Linked DNA regions of Mus musculus: regions 2, 3, 4, 5, 6 and 7 are each linked to region 1. The links are chromatin contacts, called in public HiChIP or PLAC-seq, Micro-C and promoter capture Hi-C maps. All regions are on one chromosome and are shown on one strand. Each heading gives the region's core, a stretch centred on a gene start, on an enhancer-like site or on the middle of the called end of the contact. The rest is flanking DNA. Distances are from core to core; before and after follow the strand shown. Region 1 holds the start of Prlr (prolactin receptor). Region 2 overlaps Ugt3a1 (UDP glycosyltransferases 3 family, polypeptide A1). Region 3 overlaps Capsl (calcyphosine-like). Region 4 holds the start of Il7r (interleukin 7 receptor). Region 5 overlaps Spef2 (sperm flagellar 2). Region 6 overlaps Spef2 (sperm flagellar 2). Region 7 overlaps Spef2 (sperm flagellar 2).

Region 1 (3,976 bases), core at 1,056-3,555:
TTGTGGACAGAAATCTCCGGGGTAGTGGTTATCATCCTGTGGGGTTCGACCTTGTTGGTGGGGGGGTGGGGGGGGGGATAAACAACCTTTTCACAGAGGTCACCTAAGACCATCGGAAAACACAGATATTTGTGTTAAGATGCATAACAGTAACAAAGAAAATGATTTTATAGCCAGAGGTCACACAACATGGGGAACTGTATTAAAGGGTCACAGCATTGGGAAGGCTGAGAACCATTGCTCTATGGTCCGCCATTAAGAGTTGAGAAGCCAGGTCTGGAAGAAGTGCAAAGATTGATGATGAACGATCTCTGTGTGGGCAGCTCTAGGAAGGCGAGCCATCTCTCTGAACAGCGCAGTTGCTTCAGACCCTCCCAGTCTACTCCCACATCCAGTACAGCCGCCAGCAAAAGCTTGGTGAGATGCGTCCTGATGCAGCATCCTCAAAGACAAGGGGTTTTCTGGCATGGACAACAAGGGGTGTCCTTAAAAATTCTTCATCTGTTCCCTAAGTACAGTTTCCACCCTGGGGAAATAACTCACAATCGCTTCTCAAAAGGGATCGATTTGCGAAGAAATCACTTTGAGAAAAAAAAAAACAAAACGCCACTGAAACAAAAAATCAAAATATTCCGGTTTCTGCTCTACTCAGCACCTCTGTTCCATTCAGCACTTGTAGCAAGAATGATCAGTTTCCCTAAATGTACACACAGTAAACTGAGGCCAGGAGAAGGTGAACTCCCACGATTGTAGTGCCACGGGAGGCAGAGCTAGGATTGGTCAAGACACTCCGGTGGGAAATCTTTCCCAGCCAATTCCATGAATGAAGATTAAAGGACGCTCCCCCCCGACCCCCCCCCCCGTGACATTAATAACAGGTTGCAAACATTTTCAAGTTCGATCACAGAAAACCCCAAGTTGCTTGTTATTAAGGGAACGTGGGTTGCTTCCCTACCACACAGGTAGAGGTCACTAACAGGATATTTTTCTACACAACTACAGCCCTTGCCTCCCCCTGCCTCAGCATTAAGAGTCTGGGTTCTGGGAGGCTATCCCCTCTGTCCCCTGATCCCATGATCTTTGCTCCAGCAGTGTGTCCTTGCTTCTACCCCTAGGGCCTGAATTCCTAGCACACTGCCCAGACTCCGCTTAGCTGCCTTAGGGAGTGGGGGTGGGAGCTCAGGTGACTGTCTCTTCACCTGGCACCCAGCTGTGCAGCCGGCAGGAGACTGCCCAAGTTAGCTGCCACCACGTCTCCTGCCCCAGCCCATTCAGCCTCCCCGCTATCTCCCCAGCTTTTCATTTCGACACAAACCACCTGCAACCCCACCATCACACCACCGAAACTCATTCGCAAGGGCGCGCTTGCAGGGTTTATTTTAAAACACACCGAGAGCAGTTGTAAAAGCTGGGGTGGGTGGCCAAGCCCCTTGGCATATATTTAGCTTTTCTCGAAAGGGACACCAAGGTTTGGCTTCAGGCACGCTCACAGCACGGGATGGGGTTTCCTCGCGCCCGCGGGCTCTGGCAGCTAGCTGGCATTTCCCTAAGCTGTCCGCGCCTGCAGCCAACTGTTCCACTCCCACTCGCGGCCTCGAACCCGCGGCCCTGGAGAGCGCCCGCCCGCACCACCCCTGGCCACGCACAGCCTTGTCTGACATGGGTACTCACTTCTGCTGGAGAGAAAAGTCTGCCATACCAGGGATTGAGCACTTCTTGCAAAGAACGCGAGCTTTTTCAGTGACAGGTAAAGCTGTTTCCTGAGCCCCGTGTAAAATCCAGAACGCAGGAGAGGAGTGAGTGAGACAGAGCAGGAAGGCGGGGAAAGCCCAGCTCAGAAGACCCGGCAGTCTGGGGATTTTAGCCTCTGCTCTGCCGTCGCCAGCCGCGTGTCTCTGAGAAGAAGCTCAACTCGGTGCACTTGTTCACTCTTTCTTCACTAGAGGAGGAGTCAGTGTTGCAACATGCATGTTCCTTGCTGGAGGCAAAACAGTGATTTTTCTCCAGCGTGCAAAAGGTCCAGAGCCTGCCAGTTTTATAAGGTGACGGAGATAGTTGGGGGAATCAGAATGCAGAGAAAAGGTGGACAAGGTAATGTCTGATTTCTCCCGGATCCGTTTCGCATGATCAGGGGACCTTCTTCCATCAAGACTACCAGTAAAGAGACAAAACAATAATAGAAATGTCCTTTAAGTCCTGTGACCTCAAAGATGGTATTTCTCCCAGTAGCCAAGATGAGATTCGGTGTCAAATTTCTTTCCGTACTTCCCAGCAAGCAACACCCAGCAGCCAGCCGCTTGACAATACTTGAGGGGGCTCTAGGGATTGGAATCACACCTTCCCTGGGAAGGAGGAGGAGTCAGAGGAAAGTGGTCGAGGAAGAATAAACAGGGACCCTTAAAGGACGCGTTGCTTTCTATTTTTTAACACAGCAGAACTTCCAGGGCTCTACTTTATGCTCAGCCACATCAAAATAGTAGATACACCAACATCCTCAGCAACCCACGAGTCGGCTCCTTTCCGCAAATGCAGAATGTACCTCCTCAAATAAGCTGCACCATCTGAGGGTTGTTTTATATTATGTCTTTGGTATTAACAAAACACTGCTTTTCCTCTTGCACCCCTCCCTATGTTCTCTTGAAAATAAACTATTAAAACAACAAATACCAATAGCTACTTGGATCAAATAGTTATCTCTGAACAGGTAAGTGATGCCATTGATTAACACTGTGTCCCGTTGTTAGGTAAGTTAGAGGGCCACGATGGGTGGTTATTTTGAACAAGCTATTGAATATTTTTTTTAATCATTGAAACATTGCTTTTTCTTCCTCTGATTTGATTGACACTTTACAATAACTGGCAAATCACATTCGTTAATGGCTTTCTGCCACACTGCAGGAAGCTGCTGGAAATCCCATGACGTTTAGGCGATTCTCTTGCATTAGAAGAGGCGTTCACACATGACCTGCACAAGATAAACCATGATCTACCCCTGGTTTTCAGAGGCTGTGGGGTGTGTATCTGCTGTGCACAGACTATGCCGGCTTCTGGTGGCTGAGGTGGACCATTGCTCACAATTACCTTTGAGAGTGTATAATACAGTGCCCGTTCATTTTCAAAACTAACGAGTATCCTCTCCAATGGCAGAATACAGACATTCTTAGTGGCCAAGTTACACCACAATGAACCCATTGTTAAGTTTAAGATATTTTAAGAAAAAAAAAAGAATAAAAACACCTGTTGAACATCATAATCTAGCCTTGTCTTGCCTATCAGATATGCTTAGAACTTGTATATTTGACTGAATTTGGGGGAAATTATCTAGCACAAAACTTAACAGGATGCCCGTGTAGGTAGATCATCATATTATTAAAGTGTCTAAACCATCGTGAACCACCAGAGGTTAGTGATTATATTCCTGTGTGACCTTTGAAAGGCTGGGGGTTACTCAGTAAAGTGTAATTTTCCTTGACTATTCTAACAGATAATGAGAAGAGAGGGAGAATCACCTTTGGCAATGGAAAACTGTTCGATTTCCTTGTGGTTCCTAGACGTCTGCGTTCCTGCTGCACAGCAGAAGTAGGTTCCAGAACAGGGTAAGTGACTAATCCACATGCTATTTGGAGAGAAGGTCATGGCTTTCTGCTTTGCTGTGCAGCATATACCCTGACCCCAAGCCACAGGCAGGCGTTCACAGTCGTAAATTTCCTTGTGCTCTCCTGTTACTGAGATGCTGAGGGAAGTCATCTGTGAGGCCAGCTTCCCTTTGCTCCATAGCTAGACCATGACTCTCTCCTTCTGCACACACTGGAACCATTCACCCACTTCCTCGTGTTCTCCGTTTGCTTAGATCTGCATCTGCCTCAGTGTGTGTCTTGTCTTGCTGATTCATCCAGCTGTGTCTTGACTCTGTATCTGCTCACTGTCTCCAAGACCTCACCCCACAGTTTAAGGTAACACACTAGCAATGTTTTGG
Region 2 (3,976 bases), core at 725-3,224, 870 kb after region 1:
TTTCTAATAGTTCTGATTAGCTTACAGTGCTGATGAAGATGATAATGGATATGAATAGTCTTCTCATTGTATAAAGGCAGAATTGAAGTCCTTACTTCTTTAAATTCTTTAATTTTCTTCATATTTTATTTCATATTTTTGCATATATGGTATATGCCTTACATCATCTCTGTAAATTAACTGTTTCATATATTTTAAATAATGTAATTGTAAAGTTTGATAAACACAAAATTTCTAATAGTTATATATAGTCTTTTATCTTCTGTGAAAGTTTCAGTACAAAGTCTACTTCTTATATCAATGACCACAACTATTTTGCTTCTAACATGATTCTTAAAGAAACATGTGGTCAAATACCCTACAGAGTAAACTCCATACTGCTTTGTCAGGCATCCCTTCAAACCACTTCTCCCCACTTCTCTTTGACAATTATTTCATCTCTCTATGTGGCAGTATCTGATTCACCTGTCTAGAAGGTGAGGACTCTGTCAATCACATCTAGATCTCTAAATGTAGATGAATCTTCTGCTACTTGAAGATACAGTCAGGAAACCCAGCTGATGACTGTCTCTCTTTCACATCTACATACTGTACCCCTACTCCCCCAATTTGAGTTTTCAGAAGATTTTATCCAAAACTCATAGCTGATAACTCCTTCCAGCAATGAAAAAAAATATATATCATTCAGTGATCACTCCCCAAACCCTTCTTCTCACTCAGTGCAAGGAAAAGTAGGGACTCTGGTACCCAGTAGAACCAGAAGAAACCTGTACTCTCTGTGCATTTAGATGAAAATAGGAGAAATATCACCTTTATCATTTCAACAACTCGGCCACCACTGTATAAAAACTCAGGGGGTCATTCCTCCCAGCAAGGGACAGGGAATTATAGAAGATAATTTCTACAAAACAACAATCCTATAGTGACAGGTAACAACCAATCAAAATTTATAAGCTCTGTACTTTTAATTTTTCAGTGGTAGTGATTTTGAGCCTGCATTGATCATGCAAACTAGATGGCAACTTTAATGGTTTACAATAGCTGAATGAAGTATAAAGGGCTCATAGACTGGGGACACAGAATAACAGACACAGTTCTTGATGCCACTCCTGCTAAGTTCTATCTAGATACATGCCTTCTGAAAGAGGTATATGTTTCATCATGAAAAGTGTGGCTCTGTAACAAATACAAAATGTACAGACATTTGCTGCATTTAATCTCTCTCTGTGTGTGTGTGTGTGTAATCAAAATTCAATTGGAAATATCAACACTAACTAAAAGAGTCATTCTACCAAAAGAGGGACAAAACCAACTCATACTTCTTAGCATATAACCAGGTCTTCAATATCAGCATGGGGCATTCTGACACTGTACTTACACAGCCCTAATAGTGTAGGCTGCAAATATCTCCCTTACCTTGAGGCACTTCCTTTCAGGACATCTCTGACAAGTGACAACCTCCACCTGCGTACTGAAGGTCTATGAATGAAATATAAAGTGAGAGCTAATGTGTCACTTACTTGGGGTATTGGCTGAACAGGTTTGTCCAGTAAACCTCCCACATAGACTGTGTTGGGAAACAGGGGACGAGCAAAATCCAAGGCAAAGTCAGAGTTGACAAACCACAGCTCAGCTTTCAGTAGAAGGTCAGACAACACTGGCTGAGAGCCTTCCGCAAAATGCTCCTGGACAGTATTGCCATATTGAGAAAAGATGTCCCTTCGCTTCTTGGTGAAATGAAAGAACATCAGAATGTTCTTCACTCGGCCCCAAAAGTCCATTTGGTCAGTTAGACCAGAACCATACACTGGAGCATATGACAAGGGGGCGTTTGGTAACCCAAAGTCCATATAGCTAAATTGAAAGGGAAGAAAGGACACAAATCGTTTCCCAAGCTTTTCAACAATCAGGAAAGAACAGAGATCCATTGAATCAAGAAGTACTAGGTCAAAGTTCTCCTTTTGTAATAACTCCATGATGTCCTTTCTGCTTAATAAGTGACTGCATAAGTCCGCAAAGTATTGATGAATCTTTAGTAGGGTGTGATATTTGGACCTGCAATAAATAAATAAATAAATAAATAAATCATAACATATTTTGAGAAGCTTTTTCACACTATTTGGAATGATGTTATGCTTAATTCCTAAAGAATATTTTCTATGTTTTTATACAATTTAGCATTCAACATTAGATATAGTATCCTTAGTTATGGATATTAGTAAATATTCACTAATGATATTTTTAAGATATGAAAGGATATGAATATAAAAGTTGAACAAATTTCTTATGTATTATTTGAGTCTCAAAACATTTAATATTATTAATGTGTTTGATATATAAAATGCATTTAAATAATGAAAATTTAAAAACAGAAAAGAAAATATTCTGCAGCTAGACAAATACAAGCCTATAATTCCAGCACTCTGGGAATGGAGACAGGAGGATCAAGAGTTTAAGGTAGGCTTAGGATTGTGACTTTGAGGCCAGCAGTACCAGGCTAAATAAAATTGTGACTCACTTAGAGAAAAATGATTTCTAATATATTTTAAGGAAAGAGGCTCTGTAGCCTGACTTTTTTCTTTTATTCTGTTTAAAGATAGAAAATCATTAGTTTTAGTTTCTATGGAAACCATATTGCTTTTCACAAAATATGGTTTTTAATTAAAAGCAAGCAGACACAAAGAAAGTCATTTCCACATTCCTCCATTGCTGGTGGGATTGCAAGCTGGTACAACCACTCTGGAAATCGGTTTGGCAGTTCCTCAGAATATTGGACATGGTTCTACATGAGGACCCAGCTATACCATTCCTGGTCATATATCCAAAAGATGCTCGAACATGTAATAAGGATACATGCTCCAATATGTTCACAGTATCATTATTTATAATTGCCAGGATCTGGAAAGAACCCAGATGTCCTACATCAGAGGAATGGATACAGAAAATGTGGTACATTTACACAATGGAGTATTACTCAGCTATTAAAATGATGAATTCATGAAATTCTTAAGCAAATGGATAGAACTAAAAAATATCATCCTGAGTGAGGTAACCTGATTGTGATTGCAGGCTGGTATCCAGTCGAGCTGAGGTCTGAACCCCGATGATCATAATTCACCTTCATTACACGGTAGGCGTTCCCTCATGCTCCTGGAATTCCACCCCCTGCCTAAGGTACCACCTCCCACAGCCCCCACAAGAGAAACATGGTTAGTAGTCACATAAGCAATGGCCCAAGCTTCTGACCTTCAGGCTAAACTCCTCCCCAGTTACCTAGCAACAGTGACGACCATAAAAAGGGGTGCTCAGCCTGCACCTTGCTCTCCTGTTCCTTTGTCCTCTCACCTCTCTCTTCTCTCACTTCTCTCTCCTCTTCCCTTTCTCTTTGTCTTCTTCTTTCCTCTCTTCTCTTCTCTCTCTCTCTCTCTCTCTCTCTCTCTCTCTCTCTCTCTCTCTTCCTCCTTTCTACCTTCTCTCTTTCCCCTGCATTTCTACAATAAAGCTCTTAAACCATAGAGTCTCTGCTCTGCTCCTTCAAGTTCCACAGCGCACTCTGGTCAGTGTTAGGAACTTCTTCCCTCTTCCCTGTCTCCCACAACCCTGGTGGCTTTAGCCAAGTAGCTCCAGGGGCAGGGGTCTCCAGGCAGGGCTGCCCCTTGACCACTCCCTGATGAGTAGGATAGAGAAATGCCCACCCAGGGATGAGTGGATAGGGTAGATAGTAGCCTCCCCACACCTGACTGACCAGAGAATAGGGAAACTCTGGCGGGGTGCGGGCATCTTTTTCCTTCCATTCTTCTCCAGGGCCACAGGGCCCCCCCCCTCTTTTTATTTTGTTTCCAACACCTGATTACAAAAGAACACATATGGTATACACTCACTAATAAGTAGAATGAACCCAAAAGCTCCAAATAACCAGAATACAATTCACAGAGCACATGAAGCTCAATAAGAAGGAAGACCAAAGTGTGGATGC
Region 3 (3,976 bases), core at 577-3,076, 720 kb after region 1:
TGCTGAACCAAACCATGGAAGGCTGGTGGAGACTGAAAGGAAGTGTTGGAAGGAGAGATGGGGAAAGTATAAAACCAGCCAGGTAACTGACTTCCAATTCAAAGGAGCTTAGGATGAGACTAAGGGATGAAGGTGGACTACAGTGCTTACAAAAAGGAAAGAACAGTGATGTAGAGAACCCTGTGGGTGAATTGAAGAGAAGGTACAGAAGATAAGGTGTGCGACCAAGTGGAGCCTGGTGCATCCAATATGACAGCTGGACCCTTTGGACAGTGATGAATTCATTTAAAATGGCAAGTGACTGAACTGGGAGTTTGAGGGGAAGGGAAGACTAGGGTTACAAAGCTGTTGATTGCCTCTACCTCTCCCTACCCTCGCCCAGCTACACACACAATGGCAAGTGAAGGGGATATCCACAGAGCAGCAGAAGGCAGTGACTGGGAGATCTGGAACAGAGGCTGAGTGGAGTAGCCAGCCACAAAGGAGACTGGTGCACTGGGGCCAAGCTGGCTTGCTCACTCCATCGCTCTTTTGTACAGTTGGCTGCTGCCCCTGACAGAGTTCTCAGCCAGGATTTCCAGCGTTCTTGTCGGATGAGATGTGGAAAGTTGCAATTGCAGGGATCTGCTTCTGAGAGCATGTCTTTTTCTTGTTTTCTTTTCTTTCTTTCTTTTTTTTTTTTTTTTACAATAAAGATAAATTTATTTTGACTATCACGTGAAAAGAGAAAAGAATGATATGTGTCATAAGGAATTTTTTAAACATACAGAAAGATAGATGGACAAATGAATAGATGAATGGATAATAGATAGATAGATAGATAGATAGATAGATAGATAGATAGATAGATAGATAGATAGATAAAAGAGACAGAGACAAATGTGTCTTCCTTTTATCTTTACTATTTTCCTGCTCAAGAAAGCAAACATGTGTCCTTTCCTATAACCTCAGATTTTTTTCTTTTATTTAAAGTTCATGATTCTTATTAGTCTTCCTTCTCCAAACTTCACACACAAGTTTATCAAGTCTATTCTGCATTAATCTTCCTTCCTTCCTTCCTTCCTTCCTTCCTTCCTTCCTTCCTTTCTTCCTTCCTTTCTTCCTTTCTTCTTAAAGGTTCTGTTTAGGCTTACCTGTAGGGAATAAAGATTCAATAAGGCCCCACCTGCACTTCTCCACTCCATTGGGTTGTCTTAGTACTACCTGGTGGCTGCAAACTGAATTATCCCTCCCTCTTCCCTCCTCCCTCCCTCCTTCTTCCCTCCCTCCTCTCTCCTTCCTCCCTCCCTCCTTCCTTCCTTCTCCCTCCCTCTGTGGGTCCCCATGGCCTTGGGTGAAGACAGAATGACATGGCTCCTGCCCCTGGGACACGGCCAATATACTTGGGCCTCCACAAGTGTCTGTGACTGCCAAGAGCATAAGGCTTGTTTGTATATGTTGTACATATTTTCAGGGTCCTCCAAGGAATGTCCTCCCAGTTAATGTTAATGACTTCATGGCACTTAGAGATAGCAGGGGTCCTGAAGATGAAGGTGTGTCTAATGTCTCAGCAAAATGGTAAAAGCTCGGACCTCCAGGACAGCCCTTAATATATATAGTATTTGAAACATATATAATTTTTCAATTATGCAAAAATGTTAGGATGCAATATAAATTGTATAAGGAACAGATGCAGCAACACTATGAACTGGCTTGGCAGAAAGATACAAAGTCAGGCAGATACAAATGCAGGCCAATTCTTGAGTTCAAGGTCAGCCTGGGACAGAGGGAACTTAGGCACAGGTGTGGTAGAAATGGTAATTTCAGGACAAGGTCCCACCCAGCAAAGTTTACAAAGGCAGGGAGCTCTCTGAATTCTTTTACAATGTTTTAAAATAAAAATGTGCTCGCTGTCTCCAACAGAGCCTGGGGTCAGAGGGTGCTGATTCATAGGATAATCAAAGGTGAACCTGGAGTAAATGCCTGGATTGATATGTAAAATAAAAGGCTGGCTTCTGTTCTGCAAGAGATGAGCTATTGGCAGAGAAAATTTTTAGATTAGCAAGAAAGAACTGCTTGGAGAACTGTCTCAAGCAGAACCTAGAGGGCTGTCGAGAGATCTCCAGAGAAAGTAGAACAGAGAGAACAAGCTGGAAAGCTTTCTCCAGCAGAGCACAGGCCACCAGCTTAGACCCACAAATTGTTTCGCAGTTCCCAGACACCAATTCCTCAGAATCCTTCTCCAAGCCAAGGCTGGTCCTTGGCATCTCTTCCTCCTTCTCTCCCTCTCTACATAGCAAAGAACCTGTAAACACAATAGTAGACACAGTCACTGAAGTGCAATCTCTAGTATATTTTCCCACATGTCACAAAACACCAAATTCTTCCACGTCCAGTTTATTACTAATTCCAAAAAAAAAAAAGGTGTCTTTTTGGGTGCTCAAAAATGAAAACGTGCCCTTGGTTTCCCTAACTAGAGGTCAAGGAAACTGAAGAAGTGTTGGTCTGCTCAAATAAAATTGAGAAAAAGGAGTCAATCTGTGAAGATGCAGAGGGTAGAGGGTAGACTTATAACAGAAGACCCAGCAAAGGACATGCAGGGGCAGGGCTAGGGAATATACATCAAGGAGGGAAATGTCTACTCTCCTGACTGGTGGGGATGTGTACCACAGTGATGGGCTCAGTCATTTAGTTTCTGCCATGTTCCTTTGTCCCTAGTGCCTGAGACACAGGGAATGTGTACTACCAGAAAACCACTGGGTGGCAGTCTCATGAGCCCAGCCCTGTAAGTGCCATTTTGGGCATTTCTGTAGTTGTTAAGCATCCATGCCATCACATTAGACTATTTCAAAAACAAATGACCTAGTATTGCTGTAATAGTTCTGCAGCTTTAAAACATTGCCCCGTAAGAGTAGAATAGAGTAGGAAAGCAATCTACAAAGCAGGTGGCTACTGGTTAAGACAGAAGGGCTTTTAAGCGATTCTGGGGAGGTCGGGGAGAAGCAAGCTGGCTTTCTCTCCAGATCCTCTCCTAGCTCTGTTCACTCATACTTCACCCTGAGGAATGTGACCACGACTTTTGTTGCCTTTATATCCATTTCCAGTACAGGTTTGTTTTGCTTTTTTTTTGTTTGTTTTAACATTTTATTGATTTTTCATGAGTTTTTCATTAATGTGACCCACACATTAATGCAGACCCCTGCTGATGCTGATACATCCCAATTCCACTCACCTCCCCAACCCTTTGTATCTGCCCTCTGCCCTTACAATCACCCCACAAGAAGAAAATAATGACATCTCCTATGTAGTATGCCACAGTGTGTCCCACAGTATACTATTGTGTCCATACTTCTTTACTTGCAAATGTTCATTGCAATGACTTATTGGTCTTTTAAGCCCCAGACTTCAGCCATACTGGATCTTCACCTGGACTCCTCTCAGATATTCTGTTGTTGCCCTGTGTCATGATGGAGAACCTGCAGCTTTGGATCTATACCAACATGTGAAGGTGAGCTCTCCAGCACTGCTCTCTGTGGCTTACCCGGTACCTCTGCTGGCAAGGGGTCTCAGGTTTAACAAATGGCATCTCTCCTTCTGACTGTCTAGGCCCAGTGCTTGTTCTAAATCCTATTCTATACGATCCTTATACCTGCTACTGGTCTCTTCAGCTTTCTTCCCCTTTCCTCCCTCCTAATAAAATGCCACAGACTGGATAATTTACAAAGAAATAAATTCATTTCCTAGAGTTCTAGAGGATAGACGGCCAAGAGCAATGTGCTAAAGTTTAGTGACTGGTGAGACTCTCCCTGTTCTTTCAGTGTGGTGCTATGAACTCTATATTCTTCAGAAGTGTTTTCTTTATTCTTTCTATTAATACCAGGGTGAAAATTAAGTACTACTCTTCATGTTTGTGATGGAACATACTTGAAAAAGATTTCTTAAGTTATCATTGTCTCAGGGACTCTATGGCTGTGAGAAAACACCATGGCCAAAGCAA
Region 4 (3,976 bases), core at 837-3,336, 650 kb after region 1:
AAAATGGCTACATTTGTACACTGAAAGATTGAGTGTAAAAAATATTTTTAAATGATCTTTTAATAGCTTATGAAAGATGAAATCTTTATTTTGTACATTTCTTTGTTTTTAGAAACTGTATATATGTATTGAGGATATTGAAACCATAACCACCCTCCTGTCTTCCCTACCTACCGCATTCCAACACCTACTCTCCTTCTCAGTTTCATGTCCTCTAGTTCTTTAATTATCCAGACTCCATATCCCCATTGCTAGGAGTCGTAGCTAGGGTCACCCTCATAGACTCCTGGGAGTTTTCATTGCCCTTGTTTCTAGCTAGTCCCAGAGATGCCCATCTCCTGTAACCAGAAAAGACTTCCAATGGAGGAACTGGGACACCAACCCACTCACAAAATCTTTAGCTCATAGTTTGTCCTACCTACAAGATGTGCGGGCATAAAAGATGAAACAGAATTAGAGAGAAGGGCAAACCAATGACTGGCCCAGCTTGACACCTATGCCATGAGAGGGAGCCCACTCCGACACTCTTAATAATATTCTCCTATACATGCAGACAGGAGCCTAGCATAGCTATCATCTGAGAGGTTTCACCTAGCATTGATGGAAACAAATGCAGTGACCCACAGCCAAACGTTAAGTGGAACTTGGGGAATCCTATGGAAGAGAGTGAGGATGGATTGAAGATGCCCAGAGGGGTCATGGTCACATTGAGAAATACTACGGAATCAACTAACCTGGGCACATAGGTTTTCATATAGACTAAACTTTCAACCAGAAATCATGCACAAGACAAGCCTAGACCCTCTGCACATATGTAACAGTTGTGCAGCTGGGTCTTCATGTGGGACTCCTAAAACCGAAGCCAGGGCTGTCTCTGACTACATTGCCTGCCTTTGGAAGCCTTTCTGCTAACTGGGCTGCCTTTTCTAGTCTCGAGAGAAGAAGATGTGCCTAGTCTTACTGCAGCTTGATATGTCAAGGCTGGTTGATATCCAAGGGAGGCCTCCCCTTTTCTGTGGAGAAATGGAAGAATGTTAGAGAAGGTTGGAGGGAAGGGAGAAAGAGGGATTGGGAGCAAAGGATGGGGGGGGGGGCGCTGCAGTCAGAATTTAGGATAAATAAATAACTTAATCAATTCTTAAAATGATTTAAGAAAAGGATCCACAGAACCTACTTAGTTCAGCTCTTGTGCTCATGAGTGTATAACTGCCCACTAGAGCTTGAGCAACCTACCATGGGACACACTTTTAAAGAAAACTAACTCTTAATCGCCTGGTATTTGTCAACCTGCCAGGAGGGCCTCAGCTAGGGATGTGGCCTCTTGAACACCTGCTCTGTCCATATTGGAATGTGGATTGGTGTGATCTCATGCCAGTCTTGTGTCACAACCATAGCTTCTGTGAAATTATGAACACAAAGATCCTATTATTTTTATAATAGATAATTTCACTGTATTTCTCTTTGGCTCCTGCCTCTTCTGATCTTTCCTTCTCTCCTCCATGGTGTTCCCTGAGTTCTTGAGGGGAGTGTTTCATGGCTGGTACTATAAATCTGACCACGAACCCGTGCCAGGGAGGTCTTAGAGCATAGGGGAAAACACAGGACTATTGTTTGTTTAAAAGACAGAGTATCAAACTGTCTTCTAGACATTTGTCCTTATACCCATAGAATAGTGCAGCCTTGCCTCTCATTAGAGAAGCTCTTTTCTCACTTCTCTCTCAGAGAGCAGAGAACTGGGCGTGACCATTGAGGGTTCAGCCCTAAGTGGGACAACTCTATCCTAGCATCATTATTCCTAAAACAAGAGCATCCCCAACCAACTGAGGAGCATCGTAAGTGTGGATTTTGGCCTTGTGATCCTGTTACATTGGACCCTGAGATCATCTGAAGCATCACTTGAAGTCTACCACCTTGCTCAAAAGTAAGCAGTTAAGTTCAGGAGCTTCAGGGAATACCAAGATGCAGGAAAAAAAAAAGTCACACTCTACCTCTCCGTTTTCTCTACCTCTGCTTACAGCAGCAATCCTTTTGCTCAGACTTCCTGTTTCTGGCACTTGCCTTCTTCTGTGATGTTCATAGTTCCCTGTCTGTGGTTTAGCAGGCACAGAGCTGGTTTGGGTCTCCCTCTCTCTCATTCACTTGCACATACAAGCGTGCTTCTTCTCTATTCTTTCTCTCTCTCTCTCTCTCTCTCTCTCTCTCTCTCTCTCTCTCTCAGAATGATGGCTCTGGGTAGAGCTTTCGCTATAGTTTTCTGCTTAATTCAAGCTGTTTCTGGAGAAAGTGGAAATGCCCAGGATGGTGAGTCATTTCTAACTCCTTTTTTAAAGGATTTCAGATTACCTGTAGCATATATGATCAAGTTACACAGTTCTCTAACAGGGCAAGCAAGAATTTAGCACTAATTAGGTTGTTTTGTGGGTATTAATCACCAGGACAGAGGGAATGATGACAATACTGCAAATGGCTTGTAACTCTCAAGAACTGTCAAGAAGCATTGAGTTTCATTCAAATTCTGGCTCATAAATGTGGATGTATGCTGGTAATTTCAAAAAAGAAACCTCATATCAGTTCTTTGTTGGAGCTTTTTGGATGATCGCTTCCAAAACTGTATTAGACTGAAAAATCAAGCCATTGTTGTTTTGACTGTTTATGGAGTTCTAAAACCCTAGATACCCATGATAAATTAATGGCCAGAAACGAGAGGTTTGTGTATTCACCAAAACTGTATTTCTAGTGTCTAGAGTTTAGAAGTTACTCTATAATGTATTTCTTCAACATACTTTAGCTTTGGCAGATTCATGTTAGATTGCTGATGAATAATTCAGTAGTATGCTAAGGAAGGTGTCTTCTTTGAAATACACAGGGTTGCTTTTATATTCAGAGAATCCATTATATGGTCATCATAATTCTCCTCAGAATCCATAAAATACTTAGACCTTGACTTCTTAAAAATAGGCATTTTAATTACAGGACTGTACTCAAACGTCTCTGGCAGACACAGCAGCTACATGGAATGTGAATCTCCAATTTGTTTCTACAAATTAATTAAACTGTTTTCATACACACACACACACACACACACACACACACCATTAAAAGGGGAATGTGTGTGTGTGTGTCTTTGTGTATGTGCGTGTGTGTGTGTGTGTGTGTGTGTGTGTGTGTGCATCCTGCCTCTGGTTCCTGAGTGCTAGGATTAAAGGCAGACACCACCATGGCTGGCCTATATGTGCATTCCTAAACTGGGTGCAGTAGTACATCCCTGTAGTCCTGAAGCCTAAGAGGCTGAGACAGAAAAATCATCTTTGTTCCAGACCAGTTAAAGCTACATTGCATAAGCTTGTATCAAATACATCTGTATTTTCTTTATGCACAGTATCAATACACATCAGCCTAGCTCTGTAGTTTAGCTCTTCAGTCAAATGCCTTTAGTTGTGCATCCTAAGCTTAGATATTTGTGTGACTTTACTTTGTAATCAGCAAGGATGGAAAACCCTTGCATGTTCTTATGAAGAGAATCATCAGAGGAGTCACACTCTTCAGCATGACGGAGCATGAGTCACTTGGTGAGGGAGAGTCATTATCTCATGTTAAATGTGTGCAAATAGCTGGCAGGAAGCACGAGAACCATGCTGCTGTTTGGTACAATCCTTTGCCCCTATGCTTCCCTCTTGGCCATGCTATTTCTTACAAAAAAAAAAAAAAAGTAAAAATTCTTGCTGTTAAACAGGATTTTCACTTCACCTTTTTAAATTTTGAAATGTTTTTAGATTGATGATCATAACCACCCATATGCGTCACATAGGCATGTCACGATACCTCCCACTTTGTGCTGGCAGCAATCTACTAGTCAATTTTCTAGTAACTAAAGGATAGTCAAATCAAGCAAAGGGAACCGCAAAAGCCCTGACAGTTCAAGCTCTTCATCAAGTAATCACTGTCTTCTAAATGACACTGCCTTACTTAGAATATG
Region 5 (3,976 bases), core at 402-2,901, 600 kb after region 1:
TCAAATAATTACTGAATCTCTTGGAATCATGTATAACAGAATTCATTTTCTACTACACAGGATAAGTAAGAGCATAAAGTGACAGGTCAATTATTTCCTTCCTTAATGGAGAGAAAACCTCCTACAAAGCCAGGACAGCTCAACAGCCCTTGACACTAGCCAGAGAAGATTCTGTTCAGGTTCCTGCCTGACAGCAGAAGCCTTGAGATTGGCAGCTTTCAGAGACAGCCTCTGAAGAACAGCAAGATCCACAGGGAAATCCAGAGGCTCCAGAAATCTTCTAAATGATGTGTTTCTCCCATTTTGGGAAGTGTTTGCTTTCCCACGGGGTAGTATCTAGTGATGGTAACATCATGAGAGATTTTTTTGAATAGAAGCTGGGTGGCTCAAAGATAGAGAGGGCTGCCAAGCAGAGAAGATGCAGACACCAAAGCAAGGCTCTCACAGCTTCTCCTTATGCCAGGAGTGTAGCCAGAAGCCAGAGGTACCAAGCCACCAGCCATACAGTATGCCAGGAGATTTTTGACACCTTGATCATCAGAACCTCTTCTGTACCTTTCCACAGTCTTCTTATGTATTCAATTCACTTTCTTCCTGAGAGCCCCTCCTCCCAACCATCCTGCAGTTAACCAGACGCCTAGAGCCAGAGTCACTTAACACACTAGCAACCTAGCTCATTTCTCCGGTAGTGAATCAGTAAGCTATTAGTGAGTTTACTCAGTGGCCAAAGACTTCTCTATGGTAAGTGTGATTCTCCTTGCCCTTCATATCTCCTGCCTGTTGCTGACCTCAGTAATCAAAAAACAGGGTGAGAAGCTATTTGATTCTCACTGATAGGACTATATCAACAAGAGTTGTACCAAAGACCTGGAAAGCCTAAGGAAAGAGCTTTGAGATCTAAAGAGAGGTCTCTTTCCACTAAGACATTTCATTCCTTTTTTTGCTAACCAAAAAAAGAAAGAAAAGTAGGAAAGGGGAAGATGAAATGGGGGAAGAAAGAAGGGGGGAAGAGAGGAAGGAAGGAAGGAGGGGGAAAGTAGAAAGATAATAAACATTGCAGACTTGTCAGGGGCTTCTCGTGCTGATGCTGTAAATCTTTACGCCAGGTATCCATGGACAAGAAAATACATCACATGTTTTTTAAATGAACCTTAACCACAGTGATGTTATTTGAAGATTGTTCGAGATAAGCAGAGCCAAAGCTAGAATGTGGTTTTTCAAGGTTAAGAAGTTGTTTGCTATTATAAACAGTGGGAAAATGAAGGCTGCTGCTTCAGAGTTCTGTGTTTACAAAGTCTGTGTGTACAAGCCACAGAATTTAAAAATACATACTTGAAAAAAAAAAGGAGTACATGAAATGGTTACAACACACCTTAGTTCTGCTCCTGTTTCAAAGTGGACAGGCTTGGTGCTTATGGGAACAAGTCCTAGATTCTTGGAAGTGTGTGATGCTGGGAAATGTGTCCTCCGATTTCACAGCATCCTGTGTTTCACAACAGTACCATGGAGATAACTGTCAGGCCTTCCTTGTGGGGCTTTGGCATGGATAAAATGACTGCACAAGCACCAAATCGCTGAGCTCAGTGCCCGGCAGATAAAAAGCAGATACCACTGCTGATACTGACGCTGTGGTGGATACAGGAACATCAGAACCAGACACGCTCGCAAGTGAGACAGACCATGCGCAGTGGCAGCTCGATGGCCAGACAGATGGCTCAGTTCTCATCTCTCCAGAGAGAGACAAAGGTTTCCCTGGCAGGCAATCACAGTGACCAAGTGTTAAACTGAAATCCCAGGAAGAGTCAGAGGTGAATACGATTGGAAACTCCAGATTTGGTGCTGGAATTTTTTTTTTAATTTTTACAGATTTGCAGTTACATCGTTTACATATTTTTCTACTCCTCTAGACCTTGTACAGAGAAAGTACGTCCAAAAGTATTTTTGAATCATTAAGGAAATGATTTGTGTAAAGGTTACAAAATGAGTGAGAACATCATAACCGGGGAACAAAGTCAATTTCCTATGACAAGTATGTGACTGTGACAAGCATCCGACACTTCCAGTCCTCTCTCCAATCTGCTGACAACAGCCCCCTATTTCATCTTGAATTTTCCAATGCTGGTTGGCATGTATCAAGAGCATGCATGTCACGTTGCCCGTGCTGCGGAGTGCCAGACAATCACAGAATGAGTACCTTAGTTTGCAGATTAACTAAGGTCTACCAACATAGATGCCCATCCTCTAGCATTGCAGCAAGCGGGACCTAGACATCAGTGTAAGCCACTGTGCTTTTCCACGTAGCTCACTCAAGGTTGCCCGCTGTCTTTAAGGAGGTCAATGTTTTGAAGAAATGGGGTCAGTATCAGTCCTGGCAGGAACACATACGCAAACCAACAAGATAGAGAGTGAAGCAGCCTGTGTCTTCACGTGTAAGGCGACCACAATCTGAAAGCTCTGCAGTCATCTCTGGAGCAAAGAAATTTACATTCGCAAAGCATTTTCCTAAACTTTGGGGGAAAATTAAACATTAACATTACCACTATGCAATCTTTGTGCTTTTTGTATATTATAATGTTCATTCTACATATATAAGTTCACATTTATGTTGAAAAATAAACTATGATTTAAGAAATTAAAGTATTGATCTTTCACTTCCTTAGTTAGAGTCACACCAAGGTATTTTATATTATTTGTGACTATTGTGAAGGGTGTTGTTTCCCTAATTTCTTTCTCAGCCTGTTTATCCTTTGTGTAGAGAAAGGCCATTGACTTGTTTGAGTTGATTTTATATCCAGCTACTTCACTCAAGAAGGACAAAGACCAAAGTGTCTTTGCCCCTTCTTAGAATTGGGAACAAAACACCCATGGAAGGAGTTACAGAGACAAAGTTTGGAGCTGAGACGAAAAGATGGACCATGTAGAGACTGCCACACCCGGGAATCCATCCCATAATTAGCCTCCAAATGCTGACACCATTGCATATGCCAGCATGATTTTGCTGAAAGGACCCTGATATAGCAGTCTCTTGTGAGGCTATGCCGGGGCCTAGCAAACACAGAAGTGGATGCTCACAGTCAGCTATTGGATGGAACACAGGGCCCCCAATGGAGGAGCTAGAGAAAGTACCCAAGGAGCTAAAGGGGTCTGCAACCCTATAGGTGGAACAACAATATGAACTAACCAGTACCCCCCCCCCCCCCGGAGCTCATGTCTCTAGCTGCATATGTAGCAGAAGATGGCCTAGTTGGCCATCATTGGGAAGAGAGGCCCCTTGGTCTTGCAAACTTTATATGCCTCAGTACAGGGGAATGCCAGGGCCAAGAAGTGGAATTGGGTGGGTAGGGCAGTGGAGGGGTATGGGGGACTTTTGGGATAGCATTTGAAATGTAAATGAAGAAAGTACCTAATAAAATAAAATAATAAAAAATAGAAATTAAAGTATTTTAACATTACCATCTCTGATAGTAAGAAAAAATATAAAGAAATGGGAAAAATCCCAGGGGGAAAATCTACTGCTCAAAATTTCTACATTTAAATTTCTATGTAGATGTTATTAACTTGGCATTATATTTTTCTTTAATAGAGTGTGAATACTGTCTTATTCATTTATAGAAAAATAATCTTTTGGTTTACACACTATATGACAGAGTTAAGTAATTGCTTTTACAAATATTACTTAACATGACAACTCCATTTACAGGACTAGAAAGGAGAATTTCTAATACCCTTAGCTATCATTACAAGGATAGAACTTGGGGTTTCAGAATGGAATTCACACTAAGTGAGAAAGATTTTTTTCTCAGAGAAAACAAAAGAAAAGACTAAAGGAAACTGCAACTGTTTAATAACTGCCACATCTATGATGCCCATCAGTCATAATTTCTTTATTTTTATATGTAACTTCTCTTTGATTTTTCTCTCTTAGGACATTAAAATGATTCTTCAAAGGAGTGAGCATGCACAAGGCAGTGATGGA
Region 6 (3,976 bases), core at 971-3,470, 570 kb after region 1:
TTTTCCTCCATATGATTTAAGACCCTGGTGACCATACCCTTGAGAATAATTACTGAACCGGGTAGAAATTCACAAACGGCCTGAAATAGAATCGCTTTGCCTTGGGTAGATTCTCAACAAATGTCCACAGACACTTAATTTCCAATCGATTTACGTAGTCATTGAACTACTTGTAGGTGGGCAGAAATTAAAGGGTAATTAATTTGGATGCATATTCTTGAGCATTGCTAAATTTAACCCATGTCTTTTTGAAGTTATTTATTGGTCTTTTCTTGAGAAAAAAAAAAAGAAAACAGAAACCAAAAACAAAACAAACAAAAAAGCTAAGAACCACTTTTAAATTTAAAGAATCCCTTAGGAAGTGATAATTCTGCAAGGGACTAATATCTACTGACAACTAGAGTATGATGAATTTTTTTGTCTTCAAACCCTGATTTTATCGCATTTTTATTTCCTGTGATCATTTCTGCATGTGCCCTAAACCTTGTTCTTTTATTACGATGTAACACACCATATTTTGTTATGAATGCTGCTCAGAAAGTTCACAAAATTCTCAATGAAAGATACTAAATCTTTCATTGCCTGCCCACCCCAAGGAGCCCAAAGTTCTTTGTTTCAAAATCTTAAGCAGTTCCTGGCTGTACGGATTTTGCTACATAGCCATGTCTTCCAAGAGTCAAGTCCATTAACTCGAATGTTGGTCATTTACTCACCACGCCTCAGTTATGTTTCAGGCAAATCATCCCCCGTGGCAGAAGTCAGTCCAGTCACAGTCACACCTGAGGAAATGGCTGAGATGGAAAAGAGGAATGAACTGAGGCTCAGGATAAAGGAAGAACATCTTGCTGCCCTGCAGACAGAAGGTAGGAGGAGGAATAGAGTAAGACCGTGCTTTCAGTGGAGCCGAAAAACCGACACAGGTCTCATCAGTAGCCTCAGACTGAATCTCAAACTCAAGCAGAAGGACTGAACACACAGCATTCAGATAGCTTTTCTTTTGTCCATAAAACCAGCCTTGGCTACTATGCTGTCATATGAGTTAGATGAGTCTGGATTTAATTAAACTTAATTAAATTGATTAATTGATTGATTGTTTGACTGACTGACTAACTGACTGATTGTTTGTGACAAGGTCTAACTTTGTAGCCCAGTCTGACTTCAAACTTGTTATGTAGCTCTCTCTGTTCTTGAATTAACAATTCTCCTGTATTTGTCTCCTGAGTGCAAAGAATATAGGAATGCAATACTGTGCCTGATTCCCTAAGTAATCTATTTAAAGTATCTGCAGGCTATCAGAAAGCTTTAGAAAAGAAGAAAAAGAAAGCAAGGGCTGTAATTCAAATTTCAAAGACTAGAAAGAAAAATAGATTGCAAATTGGTATGATTGTCCAGGTTAGGTAGAAGCTGTCTAATACAAATGATTTAATATCACAAAAAAGAATGTTACTCCTCTTGCTAAGAAAAAATAAGTCCTTGGACTGGAGAGACAATTCAGTGGTTAAGAGCACTGACTGTTTTTCTTCCAGAGAATTCAGTTTCAATTCTTAGCACCTACATGGTGGTTCACAACCATCTATAACTCCAGTTTCCACTGGATCCAGTACCTTCTTCTGATCTCTGCTGGCACCAGGCACAAAAGTGATGTACAAATATATTATGCAGGCGAAAAAAAATCATATTCAAAAGTAAACCAAAAGAAGTCCTGGCCAAAGCCCATAAGTTATGAGAGTGAAGTTGGGAACAAGGGCCAATCAATCTTCACATCTCTTTCTCCAAAATGTAAAGGCTTTCTTCCCAGTACTCAAATGACTGCAAGACCTGTTCTCCCACATTCTCCCAAAGAGATTGATTAGTACAAATCAATATGGAATTTGGAATATTAGGAATAGACCAAAGATAGTCTATGGAAAAGGAATCATTGCCAATATCCTCATTGACAGAACCATAATGTAAGCAAGGGCACAGAAAAGCAACCAAAACAAAGGGTCCATGCTTGAGAAGACGATTTTCATTAGATATATGAGAGATATAGTAGCCAAAGGCTTTGGGAGGATGTCCAAAGCATCCAAGAGAAGACAAGGTCAGACGATCAAGGGCCAGGGCAGAGGCAAGGCTACAAAGAAAATGAATTGGAAGTTTAAGGTGGTGGGGGAGGGGCCTTACAACCTGTGCCTTTGGCATGTGGTGAACATCAGTTGAGAAGTGGCTCTTCTTGGCAGACAGGAAGTAGGTTCCTGAAGAACGATGAAAGCAAGTTTCTGTCTTTCCATCAGCAGTCCTCCTATAGTCAGCTTGAGATGTGCCAAGATTGTATATTAGCCCAAGTCAATGGGCCTGCCCTTGGTGGGGTAGAGGGTACTTGGTGTAGTCTCCCTTTCTCTCCCTTCACCCCTTTACCCACCACCAACCATTCCCTTAATCCAGCAAAAAAACATCAGAAGTAACCTGAAGCCAGGGAGCTGTGAGGCATCTGGAGAGGAGAACACATGTTTCTTTGCTCACTGTCTGTGTTCACATCTGCTTCTAGTGTTTTCCAATAAGCCCCATCTTTGAATTCACGTGAAAAAAAACATCCTCAGTGTGATGAATTTTAATTCCTCATGCTACAAAAGTTATCAGGTTTTTCACTGCAGGCTTCATCCTGTTATGGTGGCTGGAGTCTCACATGCACATGCACAAGCTTTATAAAAGCAAACCAAAACAATAATAAAGCTAAAAGAAGATAGATGAAAGCAGTCACTTATAATACTCTGTGATGGTGTAAGCATGCTTATGGGACAAGGTGGGGAGGCATTAAGAAAGCCTTCTCAGAACTAATGTGGCCTGAACCAGAAAAGTATGGAAAAATGTGCTCAGGAGACAAGCCAGGGCCAGGAATAGAGAGCAGAGATGTGTGCCAAAGCAGAGAAGATACAAAACCTGTTCAGGGGAGAAGCCAGGAGGAAGTAGACTTGAGTTAGAAGCCTGATCATGGAATGTCCAATAGACCCCTCCTCAACAAAGATAAGGTCCCTTCCCTGTGGAAGCTGAGTAATAATGAATCCTGGGCAGAAGTGTCATTGCCCTGGAAACTGTAGGAAGAGAGATAACTCAGGTGCCTCAGAGTGCTGCTGAGAAGGAAGTAGATTTGGAACTGAAGTGGGCAACAGAAGTGGGAGAAAGCATAGTTCAAGCTATAGTGTGGGTAAGAAAGGATCAATATCTGATCTTCCAGGTACCAAACTTATTAAAGCTCAAGAAGAACTTAGTTTAAATCCACAAAAGTCTTTACAGTGTGATTCATTTAGCTTCGCTCTGTGATGGATGCCACCTTAGCCATATTCACGAATTAAATAAAGCTTTATAAACCAAAGTATGATAGGTATAAAAAGTGGGCTTGGTTTATGTAAGAGCAATGTAGGTATAATGTATTAAAATCTCCTTTTGTCTTTTATTTATATTGTGTGTTAATTTTACACAGTAAGGTTCATTATGATCATGTTATGCATGTGTGTGACATACTATGACTGTGTCCCTCCCTCATCACTATGCCTCACGTCCCTTGCTCTTCCTCTTACTTTGTTTTCTAAATCACCCCACTCTGTGTTCCTGTATCTGCAAAATACAAATGCATATGAATAAAAAGCATAATGTTTCTCCTTCTGAATTCAGTTTCTCTTTTTAAATAGAACAAGCCGCACAATTTCGACTTGAGCTAATAAAGTTGAAAGCTTTGTCCGTCCTGGAAGATTTAGTAACAAAGGTGATTGATGTCTACAGGCTCATGGAAAAATGGCTTGGTAAGAGATATTTGAATGAAATGGCCAGGTAAGGTTTTCCTCAATCAAAAATAATCATACTCAATGCCAAAAATGCAAAAATTGACACGGGTGTTTAAGATATCCACAGATTTAAATTACAACACACGCGCGCACACACAAACACACTCACATACACACACACACACGTGCAGACACATGTGTCTCTGTGTATCTCT
Region 7 (3,976 bases), core at 920-3,419, 540 kb after region 1:
ATGTTTGGACATAATAAGCCTCATCAAAAATACTGTCAGACTTTTAAACAGTGGATTTTCAGCAGGATCACACAGTAGAGAAAATTATGAAGTCTAAACAAAACATGCCTTCTTTTCATGCCTATGAAAAAAGTTAGGTTTGGGATAAGTACATCCATTTGTTTATTTTTGAGACAGGGTTTCTCTGTGCAGCCCTGGCTATCCTGGAACTCTGTAAACTAGGCTGGCCTCAAACTCAGCTCCACCTGCCTCTGCCTCCCAATTGCTGGGCATAAAGAAAGACTTATCACCACACCAGGCTTCACGTCCATTTTTTAAAAGTGATATAGGGAATGTTAGTTGAAAACTCAGCTCTACCCTTTTATATTTTTGTGTTTTGTGCATAGGTGATCTTTGAAAATGAAACTGACACTACTGTAGCTTAGACACCTCTATCCTCTTTCAATGCAACAGATTTTGACACACTGACTATATAGTGCAGCAACCACCATTTCTAAATACTCAGCATCCAGCAGTTGCTGCCACTCTCCTATTTTATCCACACAGCAGTGATCCTAGGTACTTGCCAGTAACAATCCCATTTTATAGCCATAGAAATATAGCCAATGGGTTAATGTGTTAGGTTTCAGCATAGGAATCTATATACAAGCACCTAAAGTCATCAGCAAACTGCTTCTCCAAGGAAGCATTATCCAATGCATGAAGACAGAATGACAAAGTGTACCTGCAGGGCTGTCTATTCCTAGAAACAGTGTAGCCACATCAGCCCCTAAAGTACTTGATGTCTTAAATTCTACTCTTATCTAATATCACTTCTGGAGCATAACTTAGTGCTATACATTACTCGAGCCCAAAGATTCACATCCTAGCTTTACCATCTACTCACGTGAGGAAAACACCTTTTCTATGACCCAGTATTCTCTTAATAAAAATAAAGATAAGGAATGAGCTAATTAATGCTGCTTACTGGCATTTACTGGGTGATCAGATATGTCAACAATACATTTAAGAAGAACTCAATACTCAGAACCACTATAATTTTAGTATACTTATATATAAATTATAAAACAAATGAAATATTCCCAAATGCCCATACTATAGGCCTATTGCTATGTGTAAATATGATGTTATACATTATCCTATTCACATTCTTCCTTACTGGCCACAGCCTGGTATGCTGCTGAGCTGTTGTTGATCATCCCCATTACAAACAATTTTTTGTCAAAGGATGCTGTATTTGTGATAAGCAACAAATTCATGGTCTTGGTTCAAATGTAAAAGTGTATTTTTTTCCCACCAACAATATTTGCTTTTGTTTTGTTTTGTTTTGTTTTGTTTTTAAATTCACATAAAGTGATACCACTTTAACAAAGAAACTAACGCACAAGTAGAGCTATCCATGGAAAATGGGATAGAAGTGGATTTGTGAGACCTGTGGGCATCTGATCAGAGAGAACAAGAGCATCATCCTCCCAGGGATCCATCCCATAATCAGCCTCCAAACGCTGACACCATTGCATACACTAGCAAGATTTTGCTGAAAGGACCCTGATATAGCTCTCTCTTATGAGACTATGCTGGGGCCTAGCAAACACATAAGTGGATGCTCACAGTCAGCTATTGGATGGATCACAGGGCCCCCAACAGAGGAGCTAGAGAAAGTACCCAAGGAACTAAAGGGATCCGCAACCCTATAGGTGGAACAACAATATGAACTAACCAGTACCCCCCGGAGCTCGTGTCTCTAGCTGCATATGTATCAAAAGATGGCCTGGTCGGCCATCACTGGAAAGAGAGGCCCATTGGACTTGCAAACTTTATATACCCCAGTACAGGGGAACGCCAGGGCCAAAAAGTGGGAGTGGGTGGGTAGGGGAGTGCGGGGGAGGGTATGGGGGACTTTTGGGATAGCATTGGAAATGTAAACGAGGAAAATACCTAATTAAAAATATTTTAAAAAAAGAATCTAACGCACAAACTTGTTAGGTGTGTCTTCGAAAGGGACATCTCCAGAAACAACGGCTCTCGGGTCCATGGCACAGAAGTTGTACAAGGCACGATTCTCATACACAGCTGCTCTGTTTCTCTTCCCACTCAGGATCTGCGAGACCGCCTATGGGACATCTGTGAAGCGAGGAAGGAAGAGGCGGAACAGGAGAGGCTTGATATCATTAATGAGAGCTGGCTGCAGGACTCTATCGGAATCACAATGAATCATTTCTTTTCCCTGATGCAGGTAGGGACAGCCGGGCATGGTGACACAGGCTCTCTTTGCAACCTTATTCCTCAGGGAACAAGTCCATCTGGAATGTTAGGGGTCTGAGCATGAATCATTTTTTGCTCATTTTGCTTATTTTGTGTGGTATGCATTCTCTGTGTGGTACGCATTCTGCCTTGCCAAGTAAAATTAGCTAACAAAAATTGTTTTGTTTGTTTGTTTGTTTGTTTGTTTGTTTGTTTTATCCCAGCCAAGCAATCATACAGACATTGAATCTCAAGCAGCTACTGGACATCTCTTGTCCCTGTGAAGTTTCTGTGAGATTGCAGAGACGCTGTCTGAAACGGGGGTATTTACCTGACCAGATTCTCGAATACTTAAAGGTGGCCACAATAGCCAAGGAAATCTGCCCTACCATAATTTCTGGGCTACGTTACAACCATGGGTACCATTGCTGTGATCAGGGGAAAAAAACATATCAGCCTTTAGCTGTTAGATGTCACAAGACAAAATGACTATAGACACAGATTTTGAGAGCTCAAGGATTGATACAGGATGGAGGCGTGGGGTCAATTGTGTTTGCTTTGTAGTTTTTTAACTTTTAATTTCATGTTTATCTGGGTCAGAGTGTGATTTTGTGCACCTGCTATGTGCCTGTGTAGATAGGAGGTTAGATTCCTTCCTGTATATAGGAGCCTTAAAATGCTATCTGCCTTGAGAAATAACTATACTTTGAAATGATGGTTTTGTGGATCTTGAGGAAGGCATTCCTGCATTAAAAAACTGATAAAAAGAAAAGGGCTTGTCTTAAAATGTGCATTTCAAACACACACACACACACACACACACACACATACACACACAATTTTTACAATGGATCAATTTCCTTATGTCCTGAGGGAGGCTAGGGGTTAAGAGTCTTGGACAAACAAATCTGTCTAAAATTATTGATGCTTAGGAGACTATCAAAGCTATCATGGCCAAGCTATACTTACTTAATTTTTGTTAACAGACTAGTGGCTCATAGGGGAAATGGAAGGGGAGCCATTTCTCATCATAACTGATCAACTTAGAAGATACTTTAGAAAATGATAAAGTATCTCTGGTGATATGACTTAGACATCGTAGGTTTTCAGCAAATCTTTTCTAAACAGATGACCCTTCAATTCTAGAAGTTTTAGCCTCAAATGAGACAGTCCCTGCTCCAAGGGCAGGTCTAAAAAGTCAACAGAAACCTAAAAGAACAGAAAACCCTCAAGAATTATAGTAGCTCCTACCTTAGTATTTTTTTCCCATAGTTTCAGTTTCCATCTCTAAACTACAGGTGTGTGTGTGTGTGTGTGTGTGTGTGTGTGTGTGTGTGGCGTTTGTGTGTGCTTTTTGTTCTTGTTTTGTTCTTTGTTAAACTATAACACACCTACTAATATGCCCATCAATTTATTTGACAGATGCATTAATTCATTTTTTTTACTGTCTTAGATTTTTTAAGCTTCTTCCACAATGAAACATGCAATTTAGAGCAACTTAAATCCATGGTCCCTCACAGTCTACTTATATTTGACTTGGAGTAACATGTCTCTCATATTCTTTAGGACAGAGCTATGTTTTGGGTCAGACATGATGAGGTAAATCTTTGACTGTCCCATTTTGCACCAATATATTGTTTCACCTCACTTGGGATGCTTAGGAAACACCTTAGGATGCTTCCCCTTCTCATTGCGCCAACACTGCATATTCTCCATGTCCATTATTTGCTCA

Evidence for each region. Promoter capture Hi-C pulls out the DNA fragments that hold promoters and counts their contacts. A called contact is a pair of places that touch in the nucleus more often than the background predicts. HiChIP or PLAC-seq counts read pairs in DNA pulled down with a chosen protein or histone mark.
Region 2: a contact with region 1 is called in a promoter capture Hi-C map of liver, with 2.0 times the contacts expected there. The contact joins the enhancer-like site here to the promoter of Prlr in region 1. A contact is called at or near these places in 4 of 39 promoter capture datasets (cranial neural crest, frontonasal cranial neural crest, liver and 1 more), 1 of 115 datasets of contacts at active chromatin or transcription factors (bone marrow-derived dendritic cells) and 2 of 9 other capture datasets (adipose tissue and macrophages).
Region 3: an H3K27ac HiChIP or PLAC-seq map of embryonic stem cells shows a contact between it and region 1, with 4 times the contacts expected there. The contact joins the enhancer-like site here to the promoter of Prlr in region 1. A contact is called at or near these places in 10 of 39 promoter capture datasets (cranial neural crest, embryonic stem cells, frontonasal cranial neural crest and 4 more), 1 of 15 datasets of contacts at CTCF or cohesin (large pre-B cells), 4 of 484 Hi-C or Micro-C datasets (embryonic stem cells, granulosa cells and nephron progenitors), 7 of 115 datasets of contacts at active chromatin or transcription factors (embryonic stem cells and large pre-B cells) and 4 of 9 other capture datasets (adipose tissue, embryonic stem cells, liver and 1 more).
Region 4: a contact with region 1 is called in a promoter capture Hi-C map of neural stem cells. The contact joins the promoter of Il7r here to the promoter of Prlr in region 1. A contact is called at or near these places in 15 of 39 promoter capture datasets (the 3T3-L1 cell line, the C10 cell line, cranial neural crest and 10 more), 4 of 115 datasets of contacts at active chromatin or transcription factors (bone marrow-derived dendritic cells, bone marrow-derived macrophages, large pre-B cells and 1 more) and 2 of 9 other capture datasets (embryonic stem cells and liver).
Region 5: a Micro-C map of granulosa cells shows a contact between it and region 1, with 3 times the contacts expected there. The contact joins the enhancer-like site here to the promoter of Prlr in region 1. A contact is called at or near these places in 5 of 39 promoter capture datasets (embryonic stem cells, hippocampal neurons, liver and 1 more), 1 of 484 Hi-C or Micro-C datasets (granulosa cells) and 1 of 9 other capture datasets (liver).
Region 6: a contact with region 1 is called in a promoter capture Hi-C map of liver, with 4 times the contacts expected there. The contact joins the enhancer-like site here to the promoter of Prlr in region 1. A contact is called at or near these places in 5 of 39 promoter capture datasets (the 3T3-L1 cell line, the C10 cell line, liver and 1 more), 2 of 484 Hi-C or Micro-C datasets (CD4 T cells and liver) and 1 of 9 other capture datasets (adipose tissue).
Region 7: a promoter capture Hi-C map of hippocampal neurons shows a contact between it and region 1, with 4 times the contacts expected there. The contact joins the enhancer-like site here to the promoter of Prlr in region 1. A contact is called at or near these places in 5 of 39 promoter capture datasets (the 3T3-L1 cell line, the C10 cell line, hippocampal neurons and 2 more), 1 of 115 datasets of contacts at active chromatin or transcription factors (embryonic stem cells) and 2 of 9 other capture datasets (adipose tissue and liver).

What each region holds. Positions count from the first base shown.
Region 1 is chr15:10,175,567-10,179,542 of GRCm38.p6, reverse strand. It overlaps Prlr (prolactin receptor), which reads right to left and starts at 2,305. Exons shown (of 10, transcript NM_011169.5): 1 at 1,672-2,305.
Region 2 is chr15:9,304,154-9,308,129 of GRCm38.p6, reverse strand. It overlaps Ugt3a1 (UDP glycosyltransferases 3 family, polypeptide A1), which reads right to left. Exons shown (of 7, transcript NM_207216.2): 4 at 1,521-2,055. Among named protein-coding and RNA genes, the nearest start is that of Ugt3a1, 26 kb to the right of the region's middle. Within about 2 kb of position 1,974, at least 2 of the 459 cell types and tissues checked have an H3K27ac peak or open chromatin away from gene starts, as enhancers often do. A contact at or near this core is called in liver, where this site is marked.
Region 3 is chr15:9,450,916-9,454,891 of GRCm38.p6, reverse strand. All of the region lies in intron 1 of Capsl (calcyphosine-like), which reads right to left. Among named protein-coding and RNA genes, the nearest start is that of Capsl, 17 kb to the right of the region's middle. Within about 2 kb of position 1,826, at least 16 of the 459 cell types and tissues checked have an H3K27ac peak or open chromatin away from gene starts, as enhancers often do. A contact at or near this core is called in embryonic stem cells and pre-B cells, where this site is marked.
Region 4 is chr15:9,527,986-9,531,961 of GRCm38.p6, reverse strand. It overlaps Il7r (interleukin 7 receptor), which reads left to right and starts at 2,086. Exons shown (of 8, transcript NM_008372.4): 1 at 2,086-2,301. The coding sequence starts at 2,220.
Region 5 is chr15:9,578,301-9,582,276 of GRCm38.p6, reverse strand. It overlaps Spef2 (sperm flagellar 2), which reads left to right. Exons shown (of 37, transcript NM_001305042.1): 37 at 3,926-3,976. Among named protein-coding and RNA genes, the nearest start is that of Il7r, 50 kb to the right of the region's middle. Within about 2 kb of position 1,651, at least 29 of the 459 cell types and tissues checked have an H3K27ac peak or open chromatin away from gene starts, as enhancers often do. A contact at or near this core is called in granulosa cells, where this site is marked.
Region 6 is chr15:9,609,340-9,613,315 of GRCm38.p6, reverse strand. It overlaps Spef2 (sperm flagellar 2), which reads left to right. Exons shown (of 37, transcript NM_001305042.1): 28 at 735-863; 29 at 3,669-3,807. Among named protein-coding and RNA genes, the nearest start is that of Il7r, 81 kb to the right of the region's middle. Within about 2 kb of position 2,220, at least 8 of the 459 cell types and tissues checked have an H3K27ac peak or open chromatin away from gene starts, as enhancers often do.
Region 7 is chr15:9,632,809-9,636,784 of GRCm38.p6, reverse strand. It overlaps Spef2 (sperm flagellar 2), which reads left to right. Exons shown (of 37, transcript NM_001305042.1): 24 at 2,099-2,236. Among named protein-coding and RNA genes, the nearest start is that of Il7r, 100 kb to the right of the region's middle. Within about 2 kb of position 2,169, at least 7 of the 459 cell types and tissues checked have an H3K27ac peak or open chromatin away from gene starts, as enhancers often do. A contact at or near this core is called in hippocampal neurons, where this site is marked.